2 separate regions of the Sus scrofa genome follow, and region 1 is linked to region 2. A link is a contact called in public Hi-C data. All regions are on one chromosome and are shown on one strand. The core of a region is the stretch at or near the end of the contact, and the rest is flanking DNA. Distances in the headings are between cores, read along the strand shown.

Region 1 (2,700 bases), core at 196-2,695, 200 kb after region 2:
CTGATGTTTCACTGTGGTTTTAATTTGCATTTTGCTGAGTTATGATGAGGTTGAGTATCTTTTCATATGTTCTTTGCTTTAGACTTAGACTTAGTTCTTTGCCACTTAGACTTAGTGGCATTCTTAGTCTGGGAAGAATCTGTTGCCCATTTTTATATTGTGTTATCTTTTAAAGAGAACAGATGCTCTTTACTCTGTTTTGGATACTAATCTTTGTCAGGTATATGTTAAAAATTTCTTCTTTCGGAGTTCCCGTCATGGCTCAGTGGTTAGCAAATCTGACTAGGAACCATGAGGTTGCAGGTTCGATCTCTGGCCTTGTTCAGTGGGTTAAGGATCCGGCGTTGCTGTGAGCCGTGGTGTAGGTTGCAGACAAGGCTCAGATCCCGCGTTGCTGTGGCTATGGCGTAGGCCGGTGGCTACAGCTCCAATTCAACCCCTAGCCTGGGAACCTCCATATGCCATAGGTGCAGCCCTAGAAAAGGCAAAATTCAAAAAAAAAAAAAAAAAAAAATTTCTTCTTTCATTTTAACTCTTAATAGTTTATTATGGTGTTTTCTAGGGGAAACATATCTAAGTGTTTTTCATTTGATTTTTTAAAGAATTTACTCCTTTGGCTTGCTTTTTCCTTTTCAAAGCATCAGAAAGGCAATTTCTTCAAATTTGGATTATGAAATTTTGCTAAGAGGCAAGGACTTCCAGATAATATACTCAAGTTTCCCAGAAGCTTTTATTCTGCTTCAGTATAAAGAATATGACCACTGTTCACCCTAACTACAGTTGCTCAAAACTCACAAAAAGTGTCCACATTCTCAGATTCTCTAACTTGATTGTAACTTCCCTCTCAAATCTCATCTTTGACTCATGATTATCTGCGTACTGACAATGAGCCACATAGTAGCAAGAGAAGCTCAGATTTTCTTTGGAAGGGAAGCTCTGGAAGCCTTAGCTTGGCTTTCTGTTTTGTAAATAACATGTCCTCCCTTGCTAATCCTTTGGCATCTATAAACTGGGAGGGAACAAATTCTGAATGGTTTCGACCAGCGTGCTAGAAAAATATTTTAAATCTATACTGGTTCTACAGGAAATTTTTTTCAATTCCTATGCTAATATAAAATACTTTTCATAAAAATACATTTTATAATTCATATAGTACAGAATAGATTTTTTTAAGCATAATATTCTCATAGTCATTTTTTAAAAGGTTGTATATAAGTAAAAATTAGTTTTGCCAGGTTAGGCAAACTTTCAGGCAAAAGTAAAGTTTTTAACTTGAAATTCTGGGATGATCAGACTGTTTAATTCTCATCCTTACTCACTTTTTAGAACAGTGTTTTCATGTTTTAGAGTGAAACAGAATTGCTTGAAAGGCTTAGGACACCACCCTGGGCCCCACCCCTGGTTTCCTGATTGAGTAAGTCTAGGGTAGGGCTGAAAATCTGCATTTTTAACATGCTGCCAGAGGGTGCTGATGCAGCTGGTCTGGAACCAGGCTTTGTGAGCCACTGCTCAGGAGGGGTGCAATTTGTAAATTCTGACAATTAGGTCTCACATTCTTATGGCAGTCTATCTTGTCCTACTCACAGGCCGAAGAACTTTGCTACAACACTCCCCAAAGTCTATGGGCACTGTTGTCATGATATGCTTTCCTTTTCACTCTGCCACTGCTTCACTAGATTTTAGTTTTCAGGGGCAATACTGAGGAACATAAGGGAACTCTTGGAATATTCTGGGCCCAAAGCCTTTTACTCCATTAACCAACTTTCTTTTTATTTATTGAAATGAACTGTTATTATTAAACAACTTCCTTTTCATTGTCTCTAGAATCCTCCTTAGTTTTCACAAAAGACTTCCAGGACCCTGCTAATTTCCAGATGGATCCTCAGCCATATCATGTCACATGTTTTTAACTTTAGCTTTCTATTTAGATGATCTTTAAAAATTAATAGCTATATTCTGGATCTTGTAGGTCACTTAAAACAAAGCACTGTCATGAGATTTCAGATGCCATATTTACATTTATATTTATCATTGCACCAGCACCATGCAGAACTGCTTTAATTTGTTCTAAGAGACAGCCTTAATACCTAAATGATACATTTGCACAAAACAGAGACAAAGCACTATGTATGTAACTGATGGTTTCTGAAATCCATTTGTTTCAAACCTTTGTTTCAAACAAAGAAATATCATAGGAAAGTTACGTCTGCACATGGTAAATGGCAGGACAGGCACAATGAACTCAAAGAGAACTGAAGCAGTCAGTACCATATTCCCATGAATGGCAATTTGCTTTCTGCACAAATCATCAGCTAACACTGGGATCCACAATGACAATGATTTTTTAAGAGAAACACTACTTTATTTAACCAATTTCCACTTATTTTTCTTCTTCTTCTTTTTTTTTTTTTTTTTTTTTTTTTTTTTTTGGCACACCTGTGACATATGGAAGTTCCTAGGCCAGGGATCGAATCCAAGTCACAGCTGTGACCTATGCCAGATCCTTAACCTCCCTCACCACAGCAGGAACGCTGGTCTCACATTTTTTAATAGAGTAAGGACTTGACACTGACTATACTTAAAAAAACAAAACAAAACTGGAACTACAAGATTCAGTGATAGAGTCTCTAATATTTGAGGTGCTAACCTTTATTTCATCATTATTTCAACAAGGCAGGCTCAAAGTTCAGCCTCTTATTT
Region 2 (2,730 bases), core at 60-2,559:
GTGTGGCCCTAAAAAGAAAAAAAAAGAAAAAAAAATATATACATAGAGAGAGAGAGCGAGAGAGAATGGTACGACATTTAGCAGACATATAAGGAAATTTTTATTCTAGTTTAAAAAAAAAAAACAAAACCCTGAAAAAACACCCAAGAATTAGGTGGACTGAATTCTAGTCCTGATTCCACCAACCACCCAAAGCTGAGTGAGTTACCTAATTTCTCTATTTCTGTATCCTCAACTTGTAGATGGGGAAAATAACATCTGGTGTCCTTGACCTCACAGGGTAATTTTGAAACTCTCATAAAGGATAGAAGTATGCTCTAAAAAATCATCCAACAGGGATTTCCCATTGTGGCTCAGTGGGAACGAACCCAATTAGTATACATGAGGATTCTGGTTGGCTCCCTGGCCTTGTTTAGTGGGTTAAGGGTCTGGTGTTGCTGGGAGCTGTAACATAGGTTGGAGATGCAGCTCCGACCTGGCATTGCTGTGGCTGTAGCGTCGGCTGGCAGCTGCAGCTCCAATTTGACCCCTAGCCTGGGAACTTCCATATACCACTGATGCAGCCCTAAATCAAAACCTACTTAAAAATCATCAAACTCTCTATACAAATTGTAGATTTGAGACTGATAAAGCCATAGATTGTGCTGATGAACTCAGCAAGAGACAAGCCAGTGGAATCAATACCTGGAGGACCCCCGTGGGTCCAGTTGGAGAAGCTATCAGAATGGCTGACAGGTGACTAAAATATAAGTGAAAAGGGGCAAGTTATTAGCCTGTGATGTAGGCACACTGGGGACAGCTAGCTAAAAACGACCCCCTATCTGCCTTCCACTCTCCATTAGCGAGGGTTAACCCTCAGCAGTAGTGTTTCCTCAATATAACCCTGCTACCTGGCCATAGTTAACTGGGGGTGGGCTGATATGATTTTTTTTCAGAGAAACCTTGAATCAGAGAGAAAAACAGGCAGAGGGATAGACAGCCAGACAGAATTCTATACAACCACAACAGTTGCATTTGAAATTGGAGCTATGAGCAGCTTTCTTTGGACCAGGAAGCCTGGTTGGTCTAGAAAGAATGAGGCAGAGTTGGAAACTAGCTCAACCTTCCTTAAGTGTTGCTGGTGCCCTCCAGCCTGGTTCTGGTTCTTCCAGAGGCCCAGTTATTTGGGCTCTATGAGTCACCTTTGAATCCTGATAAATTTTCAAAGGTTAGCATGGTTTCTATTGCCAAAGATCCTTAACTAAACATATAATCTAGGTCTGGCTCATTTGGTGGGGTTACGATTAACAGGAATAGCACAGAGTCAGTTAAAAAATAAACCGTCTTGCACTGGCTTAACTGGGTCATGAATATATTGTGCAACCCTAACAGGTATAGTCATTCCAGCATAGGAAACAGGAAAATAGGCAAGCAGCTGAGTCAGGAGCAAGACAGTCATTAACCTAAATTGCACTCCCATTTGAAAATGTAATTCAGGATAATGAACCTCCCCGCTCAGATGACATTTTCTGTGAATTCTAACTGCTCTAGGGACTTCTGGTTAGTCCCAACAACTTGGAACTTGCTGGTTCTGGAGAGACACATCTAAGAAACCCCAAAGTTGCAGACTTCCCACTACACATTACAAGTTGAAGAGCCATGAACACTGTAACTTAACCTCCAAACTATTAAGCAAACCCCAGAAATTTCAATAGAGCCTCACTGCCCCTGAGCCCCATCGATCCAGAAGGAATTTAGAAAAGAGCAGTTATTTTCTTCATGGCTTCATACATTCAACAAATATTGAGTGCTTACCATGTGCCAAGCACTGTGTTAGGGGTTGGGGATATAGCCCTGAACAAAACCAATGTTGACCCAAGGAGCTTCTACGCTAAGTGGAGGGAGAGCGACAATAGAAAATCAGGATGTAGCATGTTTGTATACGTGCTAGAAAGAAAATTCAGGCAGAGCAGGTGTATAGGAGTGATGAATGAATTATTTTACATACACTGGTCAGGCACAGCCTCTGTGATAAGGTGATGTTTGGGCAGAGACTTTTTTTTTCCTTTTTAAGGCCGTACCCATGGCATATAGAGGTTCTCGGGCTAGGGGTCGAATCAGAGCTGCAACTGCCAGCCTACACCACAGCCACAGCAATGCCAGATATGAGCTGCATTTATGACCTGTGCCACAGCTCACAGCGATGCCAGATCCCTGAGCCACTGAGCAAGGCCAAGGATCCAACCTGCGTCCTCATGGATATTAGTTGGATTTGTAACCTGCTGAGCTACAATGGGAACTCTCTGAACAGAGACTTCTAAGAAGGAAAGGAGAAAGTGATGAAGCTTCTCTGGGCCAAGAGCTTTCCAGGCAGAGGGAAGTGCTAGTTAACACTCTGAGGTAGGAGTCAGTGGGAGCTGTGGGGCCAGAGCCATGTGAGTTTGGGAAGGAGTAATGGAACGGTCAGGTCCCTTGTAGACCTCAGTAAAAACCTACACCTTTACTGTGAGGAAGGGATTTTTTTTTCAGATTTTGAGTAACTAGAGGAATAACACAGTCTGATTTATCCTGGCTGCTGTATTGAGAATAATCTATAGGGGATCCAGGGAGACCAATTAGGAGGCTATTGCAGACATGACTCATGTGATGGTGAAGAAGCATGATGGTGGATTAGATCACATAGCAGGAATGGAAATGAGAAGTGGTCAGATTCTGGATAGTGCCCTAAGACTCCCTGAAGGATTACAGGTG

The links. A called contact is a pair of places that touch in the nucleus more often than the background predicts.
Region 1: a contact with region 2 is called in a Hi-C map of liver, with 2.5 times the contacts expected there. The contact joins two enhancer-like sites. A contact is called at or near these places in 1 of 47 Hi-C or Micro-C datasets (liver) and 1 of 2 datasets of contacts at active chromatin or transcription factors (alveolar macrophages).

The regions. Positions count from the first base shown.
Region 1 is chr1:119,912,531-119,915,230 of Sscrofa11.1, forward strand. All of the region lies in intron 1 of TMOD3 (tropomodulin 3), which reads right to left. Among named protein-coding and RNA genes, the nearest start is that of TMOD3, 35 kb to the right of the region's middle. Within about 2 kb of position 1,446, at least 26 of the 83 cell types and tissues checked have an H3K27ac peak or open chromatin away from gene starts, as enhancers often do. A contact at or near this core is called in liver, where this site is marked.
Region 2 is chr1:119,714,737-119,717,466 of Sscrofa11.1, forward strand. No RefSeq gene overlaps it. Among named protein-coding and RNA genes, the nearest start is that of MAPK6, 55 kb to the right of the region's middle. Within about 2 kb of position 1,310, at least 7 of the 83 cell types and tissues checked have an H3K27ac peak or open chromatin away from gene starts, as enhancers often do. A contact at or near this core is called in liver, where this site is marked.